2 separate regions of the Mus musculus genome follow, and region 2 is linked to region 1. The links are chromatin contacts, called in public Hi-C maps. All regions are on one chromosome and are shown on one strand. Each heading gives the region's core, a stretch centred on a gene start, on an enhancer-like site or on the middle of the called end of the contact. The rest is flanking DNA. Distances are from core to core; before and after follow the strand shown.

What was found. Hi-C and Micro-C count contacts between places; a contact is called where the count stands out from the background.
Region 2: a Hi-C map of CD8 T cells shows a contact between it and region 1, with 2.5 times the contacts expected there. The contact joins the enhancer-like site here to the promoter of 4930595L18Rik in region 1. A contact is called at or near these places in 5 of 39 promoter capture datasets (3T3-L1-derived adipocytes, the HPC-7 cell line, HPC-7-derived erythroid cells and 2 more), 1 of 15 datasets of contacts at CTCF or cohesin (the NIH/3T3 cell line), 6 of 484 Hi-C or Micro-C datasets (the AML12 cell line, CD8 T cells, the N1E-115 cell line and 2 more) and 2 of 115 datasets of contacts at active chromatin or transcription factors (CD8 T cells and epiblast stem cells).

The regions. Positions count from the first base shown.
Region 1 is chr6:98,548,850-98,553,378 of GRCm38.p6, reverse strand. It overlaps 4930595L18Rik (a long non-coding RNA gene), which reads left to right and starts at 1,275. Exons shown (of 3, transcript XR_869302.2): 1 at 1,275-1,426; 2 at 4,506-4,529.
Region 2 is chr6:98,629,898-98,634,203 of GRCm38.p6, reverse strand. No RefSeq gene overlaps it. Among named protein-coding and RNA genes, the nearest start is that of 4930595L18Rik, 80 kb to the right of the region's middle. Within about 2 kb of position 1,548, at least 36 of the 459 cell types and tissues checked have an H3K27ac peak or open chromatin away from gene starts, as enhancers often do. A contact at or near this core is called in CD8 T cells, the HPC-7 cell line and cortical neurons, where this site is marked.

The DNA of each region.
Region 1 (4,529 bases), core at 26-2,525:
TAGCCAGCCAGTGTAGCTTGCTCAGATTCAGTGAGAGACCTTGTCTCACAAAATAGTATAAAGAATGTCTGAACGAAGAATAATACCTGCTATCAAACTCAAGGTGTCACACGCATGATACACAAGAACATACACACACAGATGAGCCCGATAGCATCTTTACGTGCTGTCTAGGAAGCACAACCATGCAATTTCCACATGCTAGTCCAGGAGACCTCTCTGCTGTGAAGTCTCTTGTGTCTCCTGAGCTGCTACAACACCCCACAGAGCACTGAGTTCTCTGGGTGTCAGAACTTAACAGACACTGTTGGGTGTGACAGTATCCTCTTCCCGCTCTCTGTTGTTCATTTACAGACAACCTCATTGCAGAGCCTTCCCTGGCGTCTCTGATAATGGGGTTGGATCCAGGGCAGAGAAGTGGGGCCAGCAGTTGGTGAGAAAATAAGTGACAGTCAAGGAGAAGCCTCCAAGAAAATGCTTCTGGCTGCCGTGCTAAGGCTTGGATTGATCTGACGCAGGGAGGCTCTTGGAGAGCTTGGGTATTAATGTGCCTAATTGTACAGCTTCCATGTATGAAGAGGGATCCTGTAGGGTGTACAGTCATCTGAAGCTCATGGGGTAGGATCGACGGGAGTTCAGCCTCGTGCCCTGTACAATATGTCGAGTAGAAGAACATCACAGATTAAAGCTCCATTTGTGTCCCTGAAAACACCAGACACTATTCTGGGACGGTAACAATAGCCTCGTGCCACATGATCCCAAGCCAACATGGTGCTTGCACGGAAGCATATCAGAACCTGTGGCTTTATAGATAACATTTGAAAAAAAATACTTGAAAGAGGAAAAAGTCAAATATTATATTTAGCTTTGAAAGCTCTAAGCTGAGACCCTTGTAATGAAAAAACCATTGGATTTTATTCTAATTTTATCTCTGTTAGGAATCATAGATTTGGAAGCATGACTTCATGGTACTGGGCCTTACTTTCCTCAACTTTAAAATAAGGAAATGTGCAGGAACTGCTCCGAGAGTGGTCCTATTAAACACTCTATTAAAATATCAAGACGCCGTATCATAAGGATACTTGATTTGGGGGTAACACTGGAAGCTGAAAAAGAATGATGGGAAATGAGACAGGAAAGAGACCAGACACCAGTGTCGTGCTCTTATGGGAAGATCTGCTCTGTTCTTTGGGGGTCGTCTGAAGCTGCATGAGAATGATGTAGGAATTTACCCATGAGGCACTGGGGATTCTTTGACAAATCCAACTGCCTTTCTCTGGAAGGGTGTATCTAGGACATCAGCCTACCCACAGTTCTGGGCTGCGTCTGTTACTGCCTTGCTTACCCTGCCCCCCACCCATAACTTCAGAGAAAGGAAAACGGACTGAGCCTCAGCACCCACACACCATGGCTGCCTTGAATCCAGGTGGGCTGAGCAGACCAGGCTTGGTACATCATAAGCGACACATTTATGTTAATTAGCCAGAGCACATTTACATCTTAATTTAGTGAATGGGAGAGTAGCAGGTGCACTAAATGTTTCTGTAAGCCTGGGATGAAAGTGAAGACAGTAAGTAGAAAATATAGTTTGCAAGACTGAACTAGAAAATCCTGTTAAGGAAGTGGGTTGGGAAGAGAGGCTAGACAGAGCCCAAGAGTAAATCAATGGGGAATCCCTGCTTTAGAATTACCCCTGTTTTGTCTCAGAAACAAATATAAAGTCAGAAATCAAGTGTGCCTTTAAATAGGTAGATAACCACAAATAAGTGTAACTTCAGTAGCCTATCAAGATAAATTGTGTTTAAGGCCCAGAATCTCACTCAGGGTATAATTTTTAAAAGGATGGAGCTAATTTAGAGATGCTGCGCATATATGCATAGGTCAAAGCAGGTATACAGTCGGGTCAAGGACTAGAAAACTGAAATTTTAGCAATGCATCCAATTCTACTTACATGGTTCCTCTTTCCTTCCGTTCACCTTCTCTCCGTGTGTGCATGTGTATATGTGTGTGCGTGTGTACTTGTGTTGTATGTAAACAATTATGTGGATGTATGTGCTTGTATATATAATATACATCCACAGGAGGAGGCCAGTGGGGGACATGAAGTATTTTACTTTACCACTCTCTGCTTGGCTGACTTGAGACAGGGTCTCTCACTGAAACAGAAGCCTATTGTTTTGTCTAGGCTGTCTGTCTGGTGAAATCTGTCTCACTACACCCACTCCTTTCAACATGCTGAGGTTGCAGACATACATAGCCACGTCTGACTTTGGATATGTGTACTAAAGATGCAAACTCACGTCCTCATGCCTTTACAGCATTTGGTTCTAACACACACACACACACACACACACACACACACACACACACACACACACACAGAGCTGCCAACACACATAGCCTTCCCGCTTTCAATCTTTCCAACGAGAATTTTCCATGTTCCTCAAAGATCATGTTCCCAAGAAAGGAATCCACTGACTATATGTTTCAAGTCACACCAGACCACAAGTCATAAATTTTTGGTAATGGCACAGATAGACCAAGTTCCCATCCTTTGTCCAATTAGCTGCTACCAAGAGCAGGGTCACAGGGAATGTGACACACTCAGAAGGACTACAATCAGAATAGAGACTCATCAATGAAAGTGAGTGTGAGTTAAGTCTCAAACCTGTTCAGGTAGGAATTCTTCATGACCAATAGAAAACAAAGAATTAAATGTTCATTTTCCAGCTCCCCCGTCTCATTGATACATGCTTGAATAAATTTAAATTTTCCTTGAACCAACTATCATCCACTTACCTGTGAGACCTTCAGTTAGTAAAACAACCTTTGCATGTCTTAGTTTCACCTTCCACAAATGGTAGAAATAATGTGTGTCACTAGGTGAAAGGATCCAAGCTTTGATGACTAAATCAAACCCGACTTGATGCCTGTTGTGATAAGTAAATCTTTATCAGAACATAGCCATTTATATTTCCTAGGTACTATGAGGCAATGGCAGAGTTGAAAACAGGAGACATAGACCTTATGTTCAATGAAGCCTAAAATATTTACTGCTTATCCCTGTACAAATAAAGTCTGTTGACCTATGGCCCAGATTACCATGTAGATTAACTCTGATTGTTCTTCCTGAAGCACATACCCTAGAGATCATTCTTTGTTGTTTTTTTTTCCCCCTAGTATATATTAACTTTCTTTTGCTGTTCTCAGAACACACTCTGGGCTCTAAGACCACACACTATTGGGGGAAAAATAACCTCCAAGTTGAAGATCAAGGAAAAGGCTTTTATACATTTAATATACTCTTGAAACCTTTGCAGGTTTTCAGTTAATCTGTTAAACGTAGCGCTATGTTCATAACTTAATTTGTATATTTTAGCTTTTTACCTTAATGCATGTAATTGGTAGGTACCACATTAACACACAAAGGTGGTTAATGCCATGCATTTTTTAAAAAGCATATTTAGTTTATTATTTCTGCTAAATAATATAATGCACACATCACAGAACTGAGGGGCCTGAAAGGATGTGTGAAGGTGGATTCAGTCATCCCTCGGCGTCTGGGCAGCATTTCACACCAATTATCCTACAAAAATCGTTGCGTTTTATTCATTAAAATCACCAGATAATGGGATTCTACAGACTCCCTTGGTAATATGCACCAGGGTCTTATAATTCTTTTATCAGGGCATTTTCCCTCAGTAGAACCCAAATTCTTCCTGCTGATAGGTCTTTTCATCTTGCTCTCAAAGGCTGGAGCTGCCCCACCTGAGGGCGTGCTGCACAAAGTCCCTGAAATACTCAGGCTCCTTCCTTCCTTCATGTGAGGGAGGGAGATGGCCAAGAAGCCACCAGGGCCTTGAAGGCAGCTTTCCTGCAACCAGGGCCCCTTCTGAGGAGCAGGAAGGTCAAAGTGACTTTGTAGGAGCCTTTTGCTCAAGAGGTAAAACAGCAAGGCTTTGGGGACAAAAGGGACATACTTTCTCTGTCTTGTACACACGGGCTATTCATTTTTCTAACCATGAAACAAAAAGGGTCCCACTGCTAAAGTGTTTTTGTATAATGTCACTTTCTGTACTAGGAGATGACCATTTGTTTGGGTTTTTCTGTAAGATTTCTTTTCAATGTTTGAAATGCAGGTGTGTGTGTGTGTGTGTGTGTGTGTGTGTGTGTATGTGTGTGTGTGTGTGTGTGTTTACAGTCATCATCCAGTTTCATTCCTCAAGAGCTATCCAGTTTGTTTTATGAGAGAAAATCTCTTGCTGAGGCCTGGAGGTCTCTGAGTAGGCCACGCTGGCTGGCTAGTAAGTCCTAGGGGTTCTCCTGTCTCTTCCTCCCAACAACTGGGATTTTAAAGTGCACATTACCAAGAGGAGCTTTTTGCTTGGGTCCTGAGGATTGAATTTAGGATCTTATACTTATAAGACAGGCCTTTATCAACTAAACTCTGTCCCCTGCTCCTAGGACTATGTTTTCCTATAACCTATATCTTTGACACCAACAGAAACAAGGATGTCACAGCAGTGAA
Region 2 (4,306 bases), core at 299-2,798, 81 kb before region 1:
TACAGCTTGGCAACTTGGCTATGCTGGCTGGGTAGCCCAAGCCCCAGCGATCCACCTGTCTCAGTTTCTGCAGCACCAGAGTTTCAAGCATGCACCACTATACCCAGCTTTGTTGTTGTTGTTGTTGTTGTGTTTGACAGGAGTTCTGATCCCCAGTCCTCAGGCTTCTAAGGCCAGTCCTTCAGCAGTTCAGCCAGTCTCCTGGGCTACCTGTTAAAGGTCACCACAACCAAGCCAGTTATCAAACTGGTCACCCCAGCTTTCATTTGCTTATGTGTTCTGCGGCTTTTCAAAAGGACCATTCCATTATGTGCTGTCACTGTGCTGTAGCCCAGAGTTTAATTCAACCTGATCCTTTCTACCCTGTGAATGAAATCCGCCCATGTTTCTCACATCTATAGACCCAAGTCATTTAGATCTTTCTATATCAATGGGCTAGTAGGTTCTCAAGCCATACGATGACTATTTTCTTTGACCCACTCCTTTTGCATCTTTGCACAAATATTCCAAGAATTTTCGCAAGCTTAACAGATTCATGGTCAGCCATCACCTATCTGGATTCTGTTTCTCCTCTCCCTGTTAAATGACATCGTCCCCTGAGTTAGAAGTGGCTCCCTGACTGTTCTTTGCTGTAAACCTATCCCTGAGAAAGCTGCCCTGTTTAAGAAGCATTTCCGTATGGAAAGTGGGGTTTTACCTTTGGTTTATTTGTTTTTCTTCTTCTTCTTGGTGATATTTCATATCCTCCAGGGGGGAATGTAAACATTCTAAACCTTCTGGGTTTCAGATAATGTCCTTCATTATCTGGCCTTTGTACCTGCCACTCAGCCCCAGGGTTTTCCACTCCTCAATAACCAACTACTGTTCTCAGAGGCGGGCATCTGGGAACAGAGAGCAATGCCCCTTGGGCGCCTTCCTCCCATGCTTGGTTGGATTTTCTTCATACATTGAATGTAATTTTCTCAGGCTTCAGATGAGTCCCTTAATTTTGTGTACATCAAAGTTACTTCCCTTACAGTGAATGAATGTGTCACAATTATCTTTTAAATACCTTAATTGCTTTGTTTACTGGTAGGCATTTCTACCTTTGCATCTCTGGTAGAACTTTACCAAAGCGTGTACCTACCCCCCCTACCCTTCCCCCCCCCCCCCCCCCCGCCACACACACACTCAGTTTTTAGAAGCTTCTAAAGAGTGGTTTTTGACCCATGAGTGTGTCTGATTGGTCCTACTGCCAGACAAGATTCCGGTTTCTATGTATTTACCACAAATAGCTAAACAGAAAATGAAAACCAACCACCACTGAGGCGTTTTCTCAATAACATAGTCAGCTTAAATCAAACCCCATCTCATTTTTGAGACTTCCACCTGCTTGCCTTTGAATTGCAACGTGACCTTAAAATATTCAGACGAGGCATGGGGACAATAGTGTTTCTGTGAGCCACAGCCCCAAGAATCCAGACCCGTTTCATCATTGATAACCAAGCCGTGTTTAGGAAGAATTTCTCGACTTTCATCTTGGTAGGAAACTTCTGCAGCTGTCTGCTTCCTTCCACTGCCTGCTGTCTCTAAATAAAGCGGTGGCGATGGAGGGGGGCGGCGCGGGGAGACTCTGAGTCATCAACACTCAACCATTATAACATGTCAAATTTGTCCAAAAGAAACATTTTTATGCTTCTGATTATTTTATCATTAGTGGGAGAAGGTTCCTGGGGCTCCCAGAAAAAGCCACGAGGAAGGATGCTGAGTGAACAGGACTTGATGGGTAATGCCTCCCAGACATTGAACATGCTGAGACAAACAAGGGATCCCCAGAGTGCTCCTGGGCTACCGGGCTCGCTTCATACGGGATCAATTATGCAGATGGAGCTGTGAAGATAGCTCCCTCTTTTAGTAAGGCATGATTGCTCCTGTACTCGCAATCCCAGCGCTGCCTCACCGGAAATACCAGACACATCGGAGCCACCTGGTTCCATCTGCAAAGTGTGTTGCTTAATTGGGGGGAGGGGTAAGGATTTTTCTTTTTTTAAATTTCTACATCATTACTAATTACATACATTTATCATGATAATATATAGATCTTGAAATGATCCGAGTAGGCGCATTTACACACATGTGAGTTTGATTTCATGGTAAGAAAGATAGAGGATAAAGAGTATTTTTTGAAAGAGCTAAACGGTTTTAAGTATCCTTTTTAGAAATTTGGAAGCTGCGGTAGCATAAGAGATTCATCGTTTCAGGTAGTGATGTTGGGAGTTTTCTGAAGAGACCATGATACAGAAAACATTTAAAATTCCAAGCCCTCCCTTATCCTGGCTAGAAAAATGAGTAAGGGTGTTCATTAGAAGCAATGGAATCCAAGGCAGAGGATAGCTAGGGAATGCTATCTGCTTAGATGGTTGATTAGCTTGCCCTGGCTCAGTATGGCTCAGTATCTGAGCCCTCCCCTATTTTGCTGTTTTCAAGGCTTCCCAAGGAGGTCGTGTGCGACTTTCTCATCTGCCCTGCATCCACATCTTTTCTTATTTTTGGGAGTGCAATCTTATTTGAGTGCTGGATGAATCCCTAAAAACAAGGACAATCACAAAGATGCAACCCTTTCTTGTATTGGGAAATGGCAGGGCAATTAGTAAATCCCTATGGTACGGGCTCTGCAGAACCGTCCAGGTTCTTTACAGATAAACCAGTCATTTTTAAAGCCGTGATCAGGACTCAGGGCAGAGCCTGAGGATGGAGTGGTCCAAGGGGGCCACTTGTATCCTGCTGGGTGTAAGCCACGAGCGAACGTGTTCAGAGCAACCTGAAGCATCTCTGCACTTGAATAATTACATCCTCACCTCATTTAAAAAAAAAAAAAAAAACGGACACACCCACGCACCAAATTGACAAGTCTGAGATATAAATCTAAAGTACTTGAAAGTACTTTTATTTCAAGGTGCATAAATCTTTCTAAGTCCATCAATTAATTTTATGTAGTTTTAATTACAGCTCCTAACCTCTGCAGTTATTACAGGGCTAGATGTTTCCTCTCATGTACACAGGGAACTGTGCGGGAAGATGGAAGCGCCTCTGCCCAGGCAAATGAAGAACAGTGGTCTCTTTAGGGCCTCCATCTTTGATATTTCCAGCTCAACCCCAGTTTCCTTCCTCAGTCTCTTTTTCTTAAAACTGGGAATTCAAGAGTTTCTGACTCGCCTCACAGGGATGTAAAAATTATTTTAGATTTACAAGCTTTCTGAAGATTAAAAAAAGCTCTTTATGTAAGTGCTAACTATTGCCTTCAGAACTAACCTATATTTTATGAAATATAATGGAGTCAATTATTTAAAAATGTAGACTAAAACTTGTCTACAGCTGACTAAAATGAAAAGAATTCAACTGTAAACCTTTTTAGGTGTGTGTGTTTTATAGAGCTCCTGAAACACATGCCATCTAAAAATCACAATAGCAGAATTTTTCTGAAACTTACCGCTGAATGGGAAAAGTCACTTATATGGGAAAAATTTGTCTTGCGTCTGTGAAAGCAAAATTACAACAGCTGCCAAAACATGAAAACTTCATCATCGTGGGGCAGAATGTTGAGAGGAACGCCAAGGAATTTATCGTTATTCAACATTTCAGGTAACATTCTCCTGTCGTCTCTTCTGGGAGGAGATTTTTTTTTCTTTTTTGCTCCTCACTCTGGAGAGGCGCGTCCACGTTTGCTGAGAGACACGCAGGAAATAATATAATGAAAGGTTCATATCATGTTTGACTCTGCTCAGCGAGTGAGCAGGCAGGCAACCCTGTAACCTTCAGATCCCTGCTCTGCGCTGCAACTCACAGAAGGACAGGTTGGCTGGAAAAGATGGGCGTGGCTTTCATCTTCACCAACCATGCAAAGCATCTGCCAGCCTTCTCCGTCCTTTGGGCTGAGGAGGCTTTGACACCCGGAAGTGAAACCAGGCAATTGAAATAAAAATGCTTTCTAAAATTTAGGATGATTACCCTTATTATTCGTTCCTGGTGAGCCTTTTAGTTTGTTAATGGCATACGTTTCATGTCATTTCCACTTTCCTAGTTAAACCACTGCCATTCCTCAGGCGTCCCATGTCAGACCATGCTATATCCACTTGAGAATGTCGGACCATGCTATTCACTTGAGAATGTTTGCCTTGTCAAGAAAGAATGGGAATGCCTGAGTTGTCTGATGCAATACTATTCATTTTACTCTCTAGCACATTGGCCTTATTTTAGTTTGGGTTCCTCAGACGTGGACACCAAGTCAGGGACTCAGTGGGAGTGTTGTACTCTAGAGCTAGACCCA